Linked DNA regions of Sus scrofa: regions 1 and 3 are each linked to region 2. The links are chromatin contacts, called in public HiChIP or PLAC-seq maps. All regions are on one chromosome and are shown on one strand. Each heading gives the region's core, a stretch centred on a gene start, on an enhancer-like site or on the middle of the called end of the contact. The rest is flanking DNA. Distances are from core to core; before and after follow the strand shown.

Region 1 (3,366 bases), core at 681-3,180, 220 kb before region 2:
ACTGAGCCTGCATGTTAGCAGAGACAACCGGGAAAAGGTACGACCTGTACGTCTGCTACAGGCGCAAGTGACACAGCAAGACATGGGGAACCATGCCAGGGGACTGTGGACAAGGCGACACGAGGCTCAAAGACCAGGTTCCAAAACAAAATGCCACTGTGGGAGTCCCCCGTCTTGCAGGAGGAGAACCCACACACTGGTGTCACATACACAGATCAAAGTCAGAAGGATAACCTTAGGCAAAACTCCCCTTTTCAGTAAAATGCTATCCAATATCCATTATCATCTGCAGACAAATTAAACACTAACGAATTAGATGTATCCTGATTTAGCAACTACATTCTGATTTGAGACACATAAAAAAAAAAAAAAAAAAAAAAAACACCCTTTCAAAGGAGAAAACAGGACAGGCTTCCCCTGTGTACCAGTCCAAATCGATTAGTCCTGTCTGCCAAGAACACTCAGTTATACTGCGGGGTGGCAATCAATTAGTGATGTCTGACAAGAGTAAGGCTTGGGAGAGCGTGGGATTGTAGGTGATTATTTTCTTCTTGGCGTCTTTCTTAATTCTCCCAATTTTCCATAAAAATCCAGTCATCTTTTTGCTGTCTGGCTTTTTTTTTTTTTTAAGCAGTTATTTCTGCAAAGAGAATTAGACGAGACCACGTAGGTGTGTTAGAATGTATGTTTCAGACCCTCCAAAACCAAAGCTTGTAAGAGGCTGGGAAGCAGGAGGATGAGTAAGCAGAATCAACAGGGATCCTGTCAAAGCCCAGAGGCTGGAAATGTCAAGGGAAGGGCCTTCCCGGGCAGCCCTGATGTGGAAGCAAGAAGATGCAAGGCCTTAGGCTAGAGGTATCTGTCCATCAGTCAAATCCCCAAGCCTCGGTTTCCCCATCATTGAAATGTATGCCCCACCTAGGCCTCTGTGCCCCTGACCACAAATCCCTCTTAACTCTCCAAAGGTGGCCCCCAAGGCGGAGGGCAGCTTCCAGAAGGCAGAGAAGGGCTCAGCTTGCGCCCTCTCCCACACCCCATGATGTCTAACACAAGGCACCCAGAGCTCACGAAGGAAGGAGGAAGGGCTGGAGAGAGGTTGCCAGGCACAGCTCTGGTGTGTGCATGCACGCACGCATGCAGGGGTGTGAGAAGGAAGCGGGCAGCTCTGCAGTCTGCAGGGAGCAAGACTCTCTCTCACACAAAAGCAAAGTGAACAAAGCGGCAGAGAAGCAGACAGCCCCATCCCTGGGGAGAGGACCTCGGGAGGACGGCACCCACCATGGCCAGTCGAAACGGGAAAAGGCACACGGCCCCCAGGAGCCCCAAGGCAGAGGTCTGAACCCTCTGGCCGTGGTTTCCCAGTGTGGGAGCCAGGCAAGATGAGCTCATGGTACAGCCCCTCCAAGGAGCATCTTAGGGGCCATTTCTGCAGCACCCACACTGACCTCTACCCCAGGGACCCCCTGGAGGGTCACAGGAAGCCAAGAACTGGGGAGACCCCAAAGGAGAAACAGACCCAGAGTGGGGTTCACTGTGGTCACAGCCTAAAGACTCCGGGCGCTCCGGCCGGAAGCATGAGAACCCTCCTAGAGTTAACAAAGCACTTCAACCCCGTCTGCTCCCTCTACATGGGCACTTGTCCCCCTGTGGTCCAGGCAGCCTCCTGGGTCTGTGACGCTTGGTCTGGGGGAGCGGGAAGTCGAGAGAATTCAGTCTACTTGAGAGCGTGTTGACAAGACCGCAGCATCCCAGTGCATGGCCAGCGTGCGTCCCCACACCCGAGAACAGGGTCACGTGCAGAAGTATCCGTTTGTGACAAAGTGGAAATGAAACAGACTGGTCCTTCCCACAGAGTCTGATAAACACTGATCTAGGGCAGGAGTCAGCAAACGAGGCCCGAGGCCAAAGCCAGGCTCAGCCCATTGCGTCAAGTGTCACTGGCACACAGCCACGGCCATTCCTGTCCGCGTTGGCTGAGCTGCTTTCGCGCTAGGACGGTGGCAGCACCGAGGAGTTGTGACAGAGACTGCGTGGTCCGGAAAGCCTGAAATATCTCCAGGGGAGATTTGCCAATCCCTCTTCTAGAGGAAAAGCCCACAGTGCACCCTGGGGGCCATTTGGAAAAGGACCTTAACAGGCAGGTTGTCATCATGCCAGCATCATCAGAATCATCATCACTGCGCTGTAACGTGCATGCGGAAGCCTCCGCACAATCAACTAGATCCTCACAGTCTTCTAACCACCCTCTCTCAACCGATGGGAAACTGAGGCACGGGGCGCTAAGGCCACTTGTTTCACAGCTAAGACATCACCGAGGCAGGATGTGAAGGAGCAATCTGGCTCCAGAGCCTGCGCTCTTAAACACCCTTCTAACACAAAGGCACAGAGAGGTTAAGTAACTTGCCGAAGGCCACACAGCAGGAAGGAACCGTGCTGGGATTCAGACCCTACATCTTTTGACCTTAACACATTCATTCAGCGTGAGGCTTGCAGGAACTCAAGGGCGCTTTGGGGGTACCAGGGAACTTGGGGGAGAAGGCAGAATTGAGCTGGGCTGTGGAGAGCTGGAAAGGACCTTAACAGGCAGGAAAGGAGACAAGGAGGGGAAGGTGTGTTGGGACCCTCAATCCTGGGAGATCTTCAGTGCCAGGGGTCTGCCAGGACCCTCAGGGAAAGATGTGGGGTCCTGATACTGTGGGGGAGGGAAGAGGAGACCATAGAGATGGAGGGAACAGGGCACAGAGAGGTTCTGCAAGTGGAGCAGGTGAGACTGAGCGAGCCTTGCATGGAGACTGGCTTGGAGTGTGCCTGAGGCCAGGGCAGGGGAAGCAGGGGCTTTCCAGGGTCTGCAAGCACAGCCGGAATTCACTCTCCATCTGCACTGGCATAAGACACCAGGCGGCCCAGAGATGACGCAGGCCAAAGCACAGGCCTGTCTCTGAGTCCAGACCCTCCTCAGTCTCCTGCCACCCACCAGGAGAAAGGAGATGACTGCCACATGCAGACACCACCCCCCAGGCACCTTGTGGACATTCGCCAGTGATGCTCAGGCCCACAAGGCTCCTAGTGCCAATGGCTGCACCCAGGGATTAAGTGAGCAGCCCAAGGCCATTCAGCAAAATGGGAGGAACAGGGGTTTAAAGCCATATCTGGAGGTCTTTCCGGCTCCTGGGAGGCCTTGCTATCAAAGCAGCTCCATGCCCAGGATGCCTGGGAAGATGCCTCCAGGGCCAGGAGGTGCCACCCTGGATAGAAGCCTATCTGGAGCGTGTGTGGGAGGGAGCTGAGTCCTGGGAAGGTCACGGATAACTGGGTCCAGGCCCCACCCCGTGATCCCAGCAGACCTCCCTCAATTATTGTTCAAGG
Region 2 (3,229 bases), core at 669-3,168:
ACCCTTTTCAGGCCTCTTGCCACTCTCTGCTGAGATAATGCTGACCCAAAAGATCATAGGCAGAAGATGGCTCGGTGCTCTCCACATCTGTCGCTTGCTCAGCATTCTTGCTGAACTTAAAAAAAAAAAAATCCTTGAGACTGCCAGAACCAGAGCTGGGGCTTGCTTAGAATGAAAAAGAAGAAAAGAAAAAACTGATAATGTCAGGAATTCTTGCAAGCCAATGCAAATCAAACCAGCTGAATCAAAAAGGGAATTTCTTGGCTCAAGTAACTAAAATTCCAGAAATAGTTTCAGCTTCAGGCATAGCTGGATCCAGGGGCTTAGATACTGTCATCAGGCCTAAATGTCTCTCTCCCTCTATTTCTCTCTCCCTCTCCATGCTGGCTTCATGCACAGATGCCACATGGTAGCAAAATGGCTGCCAGGAATTTTATGCTACATCCCCCAGGTCAGGACCTAACAGGAAAGAGATGCCCCTTCAGCATCCCCACAGCCCCCGCAGCCAAATCACCAGATGAGCCTTAAATGGCCATCGTGAACCAATCACAGAAGCTAGAGGAATGCAATAAGCCAGTCCGTTTAGAACAGAATCATCCTCCCTGGAGTTGGGGATGCACCATCTTTGGGCTGAGAATGGAAGAATGATGCCCAGATGATAAATAGGGCTGCTGCCAGGAGGAGGAGACACAGGCTCTGGGAAGACAGGAACAGGTGTTCATTATGTTGGGAAATGAATCGGACCCTGTGTGCAGGTATCTTCCGTTTGCTGACATCTCTCTCCTCCTTCCTGCCTCAAGCTCTCTGCCTGGAGGCTGATCCACACAACCCACAGCCCACTGCCCTCTGCTTTCTGGATAGACTTGGCCCATAAGGAGCCCCTGCAGGACTCTGGGGGAGAGTGAGGTCAATGGCTCCCCAGGGCTGGTTGTCTCCTTCCATTGAGGGGCGTCATGCCCACTTCTGACAGCCGAAGATGCTACGTCTTTTCTCCTACTGGTTTCTGAAACTCCTCCTTTCCAGCCCCAGGTGACAGCAGCTCCTCCATTTCTAGCCCAGGATTTCCCCCAGGCCTGCCCAAGCCTTTGCAAATAACCCCTTTATGCAAACCTTCTGGAATGACCCTTCTGTGACTGTGCCTACATTTCCTGAAGTCATGCTCCCAGAGAGATGCCAAGAGGAAATCCAGTCTGGGCTGGGACACCTGCTTTTTCCCATGATCTTCCCATACCGGCCTCTCCCCCAGGGCACCCCCTGCCTTCCCCACATCTGAAAAGCCAGTGAGTTGAGTAAGACAAAAAAGTGTTGGAGACCAAAGGGACCAACAATGTCACTGTAACTTAATGCCACTCAACTGTACACTAAAAGAGGGTGGAAAGGGTAAATTTTATGTCTCTTTTACCATAATTTGTTTAAATGCTTAGGGGAAAAAAAGCCATTGCACACAAACCCTCCTCCACCCAGTGGCCCATTTATGACCCCACTCCCACCCCCACCCCCTTACTCGGGATTCTGGCGATCCCTGCTCAGAGGCATTTGAAAGAGGTGGTGTCCTCTGAATTCATGCTGTATTGATTCTTGTTTTGTGGAGAGAACAAGGCACAGGCTGATTTCCTTCCAGTGGATCTGAACTTCAGATGCCCCCAGGGCCTCGGGTACAAAATGATGCAAACCATTTCCACAGCCAACGGGGAGGCGTCCCAGCAGCCCAGCCGTGGCCATCCGGGGGTGGGCAAAGGGAGAAAGGCGTTTGGCAAACACGACGGGGGAGAAGCCATGGGGACAAGGTCTCAGCAGACGCCCAAGTTCCCCTTCCCAGCGCAGGAACTGAGTCATCCTGCCCGCACCCTCCAGCAGCTGCTCTTGGGCCGGGAATGCCCTGGTTCTGAGGACAGATGCCCACGGTCAGCAAACCAAGGATGAACCCTTCCACTAGGGGAGACAGGGACCCAGAACACATGGCAGCCAGGTTCTAGAAGCTGATGATAAAGAGTGAGCCCAGAAACCGGCTTTCATGGAGCTGGCACTCCAAAGCAGCTGTGTCCCCGGGAAACAGAAGCCAGCCACGTGCAGAACTGAAAATTTCCTGTAGCCACATTAAAAAAAAAAAAAAAAGAAGAAGAAGAAAAAGAAGAAGAAAAAAGAATTCCCTGATAGCGCAGAGGGCGAAGGATCCCACAGTATCTCTGTAGCTGCTCTGGTTGCTGCTGTGGTGTGGGTTAGATCCATGGCCTGGGAATTTCTACATGCTGTGGGCACAGCCAAAAAAAGAAAAAGAAAAAGAATGAAAGAAAAGAAAACCAGATGAAATTGTTTGATATTTTATTTAACCTAATTGATCCAAAATATTATTTTTTCAGCATTGAATCCACATGAAAAATTATCAGCGAGATATTTAGGTTCCTTTTTTTTCAGATGAACGCTTTGAAATCCACTGTACTCTACGCTGACAGCTCATCCTCATGTGGGGGTCAGTTCCCATCAGAAACACTTGATCAGCATTTTGGTTTCACAAAATCAACAAGTTAGAAAAGGTAGATGAACCTACCCAGGAGGTTCCGCAGAGACTTCAAAGTCTTCCAAGCACTATCCAAAAATCCTTTCACTTTAATATTTGCATCCACGTCTGTTGCAACCAGCTGGGTTTTTTCATTTTACATTTAAATTGATTAAAATAAAAGGAAATTTAAATTTCCATTCTGTAGTCTCACCGGCCACATTTCAGGTGCTCCAATGGCCATATGTAGCTATTGTTTGGGGCAAGGCAGCAGAGAGCCCATTAAAATGTATATAAAAGGAATCATTTCTTTTTCTTTTTTTTTTTTTTAAAGGAATCATTTCATCTAAACGGAATCACACAGTAGGTCCTCCTTTTGTGTCTAACTTTGTGCAGCAGCTTGGTGCGGGATCTCAGTTCTCAGACCAGGGATGGAACCTGGGCAGCAGCAGTAAAAATACCGAATCCTAACCCAAGACCACCTAAGGAATTCCCCTAACTTCTTTCATTTAGCATAATTGTTCTGAGAGTCATCCACGTTGTCATTTGCATGTACATAACCAAGGGAGGCTGGGGCTAACAAGAAATCAAGCAAAAGACAAGACTGAAGAGAAGTCTGGAGTCCTTGGAGACAGAGAAGAAATCTGGGCAGGCCTCTCTGTGGAGGTGACATTTGGGCAAAGACTTGAAGGCAGCAGGGGGTTTGAGCCATGTTTGGATCTAGGGGAGCAG
Region 3 (3,351 bases), core at 772-3,271, 170 kb before region 2:
TGTACCCAGGGTTCCCACAGCTGAGATTTGCATCCTGACATCCACTTTCACCGCACACCACCTCCGCCTGGGAGTCCCCTGGGGCGTGGGAAGACAAGAGAGGGAGCTTTCTTGGAATGGGGCCCTGACAACTGCATGGGGTGGAAACTTCCAGAAGCCTCTGGAAGCCCCTCAAAGGCCCCATCACAGGCTCTCTGTAAAGATGATTCAGTTTCCACCCTGTCAGAGCACAGGGCAAGTGCCCTAAAACGTTAGCTGCCGGGATCCCCCTGAGTAAGAGGCCACCTGGCCCCGCACCCTGATGGTGGGACCGCCAGAAATACCTTCCCTGCCTCCTGCCCCCCCTGCCCAGGATAGGGTCTGGGCCACTGGTGGCTGCAGGGCGGGGTGGGGGGCGGCTGCCTGGGAGCGCAGGGGTGTCAGGGCACCATCGATCGATCACCAGAAGCAATTAATTGTCTGGGTCAAGAGACGGTGAAAGAGATTTGTCACCCGGGGCCCAGGGGATATTCCAGTGAGCCTGGCAACTCAAGTGGGAGGGGAGGTTCCCGCTGACCTGGTCCCCGATGGGAGATCAGGATCTCTGCACACTTCCGCAGCTCCCCATTCCTCCCCCAGCCCCCAGGCCTCCCTCTGCAGGCTCCCCCTCTCGCAAAAGCTCAACCCTCCACAAATCCCCTGCCCCCGCAACACCAGCCCCCTGAGACCTGTGTGCCAGGGGAACCAGCCCAGCCTGCATAGACAGGGACAGTGAGGCCCAGCAGATGCCGATAGCCCAGCACCCAATCCCAGCTGCACCAGGTTCCAGCTGGGCAACCCCATGCTTGTTGCTTAACTTCTCTGAAGCTGTTTCCTCTGCTTTTATAAAATAGAGATGATAAGCGGTGTTGGGGGGCAAAATCAGACCGGCTCAGGCACAGATGCCAGCTCTACCATTCTATAAAGCCCTGGGACTGTCACCGTGCTTCTCTGAGCCTCAGTTTCCCATCTATCAAGTGGGGGTGATTCCAGGGGCTACTTTGTGGAGAAATACATAGCCTGGCACACAGCAAGCGCTTAGTTCCAGCTAGCCATCAGGATTCACCAGCCCAGACCCCGGGCACCGAGGACACCCAGGCTCAGGCCCCGAGCCAGGTCACATAGATCCCCACCCCAGCCTCTGCAGCGGGAAGATGCAGGCTACAGTGGCCACCATTCCCTGACCAGGCTCGGCGGCTGCCCACATGGAGAACAGAATGCCCAGGACACACATGGACAGAGCTGGACGGGGTACAGGGCACAGGCCGCCACCCCCTGGTGTCTCCCCAGTGTATCTCCCAGCTTTCGGCCTCTCATGTCTGCACCAAATCCCTCTGCACAGCCTGGACACGTGGGGTCCCCGGGCTCCACCATGTGATGCCAGTAAAGACCCATAAACACCTCCCTCGCTGCCCCCACCACATAGATGAGAAAACTGAGGCCCATCAAGGGGCAGCCTCCAAGCCGGTTCTTTCTGACGTCCCACAGGAGCTCAGCAGGTGCTCTGAAGCCCAGGCTGCCAGGCCACGGGCAGCACTGAGTCAGAGTGAGAAACTCAGCAGAAACTGAAAACAGCCCCGGAGGCCCCACGTACTCCCCAGAGTGAGCCGCGCTGATTCACAGCCGGCCCCTGTGTTGGAAAGTTCCTGCTTCTGTGGGGGAGGTGGGGGTGGGGGACGAGGGGCACAGAACAGCCACTGTGTGAGAGTCAAACTGGCCCCAGAGCCTCTGGATCACACCCAGACTCGCCCACCACCCAGCACCCCTCAAAGGCCCACTGGCGCCCACAGGGATGTCCACGGCTGGAGGGCAGGCAGGAGAGCCCCCCGACTCTGGCACAGGCTTCTACCTCTCTATGGCTGGGCTCAGCCTGCAGGGAGGCCACAGAGCACAGCTGTGGAGAGACCTCAGGATTTGGCCCAAGACCCGGCTTCAAGTCCTGGTTCCACCACTTTCTAGCTGTGTAACCTCGGTATGTTGCTTAACATCTCTGAACCAGTTCCCCACCTACGAAATGGAAACTCTCATCTCACGGGGCTTAGAGACTCAGTGAGAGTATACACATAGACTGCCTAGCCTGTCGTAAGAGCTCAATAGAAATCTTTTTCAGTTCCCAAATTATTTTTTTATTGAGGTGAAATTCACAGAACATAAAACTAAGCATTATAAAATAAATTCAGTGGCATTGATTACTGTCACAATGCCGTGCGACCACCAACTCTATCTAGTTCCAAAACATTTCCGTAACCCCAAAGGAAAAGAAACCCCCTACCCAATGAGCAGTCTCTCCCCATGCCTGGGGCCCCAGCCCCTGACCACCACTAATCTGCTTTCTGTCTCTATGGATTTGCCTCTTTTGAATGTTTTGTTTCAGTGGAACCACACAACATGTGGCCTTTTGTGACTGGCTTCTTTCACTCATCCAGCCTCAGGTTTTTGAGGTTCGTCCACACTGTAACATGGATCAGCACTTCTTTCCTTTTTATGGCTGAAGAGTATTCCCTTGTGGGGATAAACCGATTCTATATTTTTTAAATCAAAAAAAGAAATGTGTTCTCAGTAATACAGAAAGGCAACCTGACAGCCTATGTAAATACACATGCACATGAAATGGTTTAAGACTTGTAAAACTATTAAATAAATAACCATAATGACTGTGGCCATGGGCAGGGGGCGGAGGTCTGGCCAGTGGATGGAGCCAATTGGTAGGACAGAGGGGACCCCGGGAGCCCTAGAGCTGAGAGCCCTCCCTCTGAGCCCTCCCTGCTCAAACATCTGACTTCCCCTGTCCAGGCTGTGCTGTGCTGTGTGACCCTGGGCCAACTCCTTGCCCTCTCTAGACCTCTCGCCTCCCCATGTGAAAGCAAAGGCACTGGAGGGGATGCTGGTGACAGGGGGAGGTGAATTTCCACTTTAACCCCTCCAATTGTCCCTCAGCCCTAGGGAAAGATGAGTGAGATGGTGGCAGCCCGACTGTGGGAAGCCAACAGGCATGGGATATGTTACCAAGGGAGGCTGATGGGCTGTCCTGTGCTGGTGACAACAAAGAAACAGCTCTAGGATGCCTAGAGACTGGAAGAGGGGGGAGGAGGGCTTGCTCTGGGCCACAAAAATGTAGACACAGCAGGAAAAGGGAACCTGGCCATGCCTGCCCTTCTCTGCCCAGGACAAACCCAAGATGTGAGTCCCTAAAGCCTGAGGCCAGGTCCTCGCACTAAAGACCTTGAACCTGATCCATCTTCATTGTGTGGCTGCTCTGTGCATCCTGACCTCAACCCACTATACCTGTGGCACCTCTTGCAGGTGGGGACAAATGAAACATCTTCAGACAGT

Evidence for each region. HiChIP or PLAC-seq counts read pairs in DNA pulled down with a chosen protein or histone mark.
Region 1: a contact with region 2 is called in an H3K27ac HiChIP or PLAC-seq map of alveolar macrophages. The contact joins two enhancer-like sites. A contact is called at or near these places in 2 of 2 datasets of contacts at active chromatin or transcription factors (alveolar macrophages and skeletal muscle).
Region 3: a contact with region 2 is called in an H3K27ac HiChIP or PLAC-seq map of alveolar macrophages. The contact joins two enhancer-like sites. A contact is called at or near these places in 1 of 47 Hi-C or Micro-C datasets (epiblast stem cells) and 1 of 2 datasets of contacts at active chromatin or transcription factors (alveolar macrophages).

What each region holds. Positions count from the first base shown.
Region 1 is chr14:28,665,970-28,669,335 of Sscrofa11.1, reverse strand. All of the region lies in intron 3 of NCOR2 (nuclear receptor corepressor 2), which reads right to left. Among named protein-coding and RNA genes, the nearest start is that of NCOR2, 25 kb to the right of the region's middle. Within about 2 kb of position 1,930, at least 36 of the 83 cell types and tissues checked have an H3K27ac peak or open chromatin away from gene starts, as enhancers often do. A contact at or near this core is called in alveolar macrophages, where this site is marked.
Region 2 is chr14:28,445,365-28,448,593 of Sscrofa11.1, reverse strand. No RefSeq gene overlaps it. Among named protein-coding and RNA genes, the nearest start is that of SCARB1, 150 kb to the right of the region's middle. Within about 2 kb of position 1,918, at least 8 of the 83 cell types and tissues checked have an H3K27ac peak or open chromatin away from gene starts, as enhancers often do. A contact at or near this core is called in alveolar macrophages, where this site is marked.
Region 3 is chr14:28,613,126-28,616,476 of Sscrofa11.1, reverse strand. No RefSeq gene overlaps it. Among named protein-coding and RNA genes, the nearest start is that of NCOR2, 28 kb to the left of the region's middle. Within about 2 kb of position 2,021, at least 14 of the 83 cell types and tissues checked have an H3K27ac peak or open chromatin away from gene starts, as enhancers often do. A contact at or near this core is called in alveolar macrophages, where this site is marked.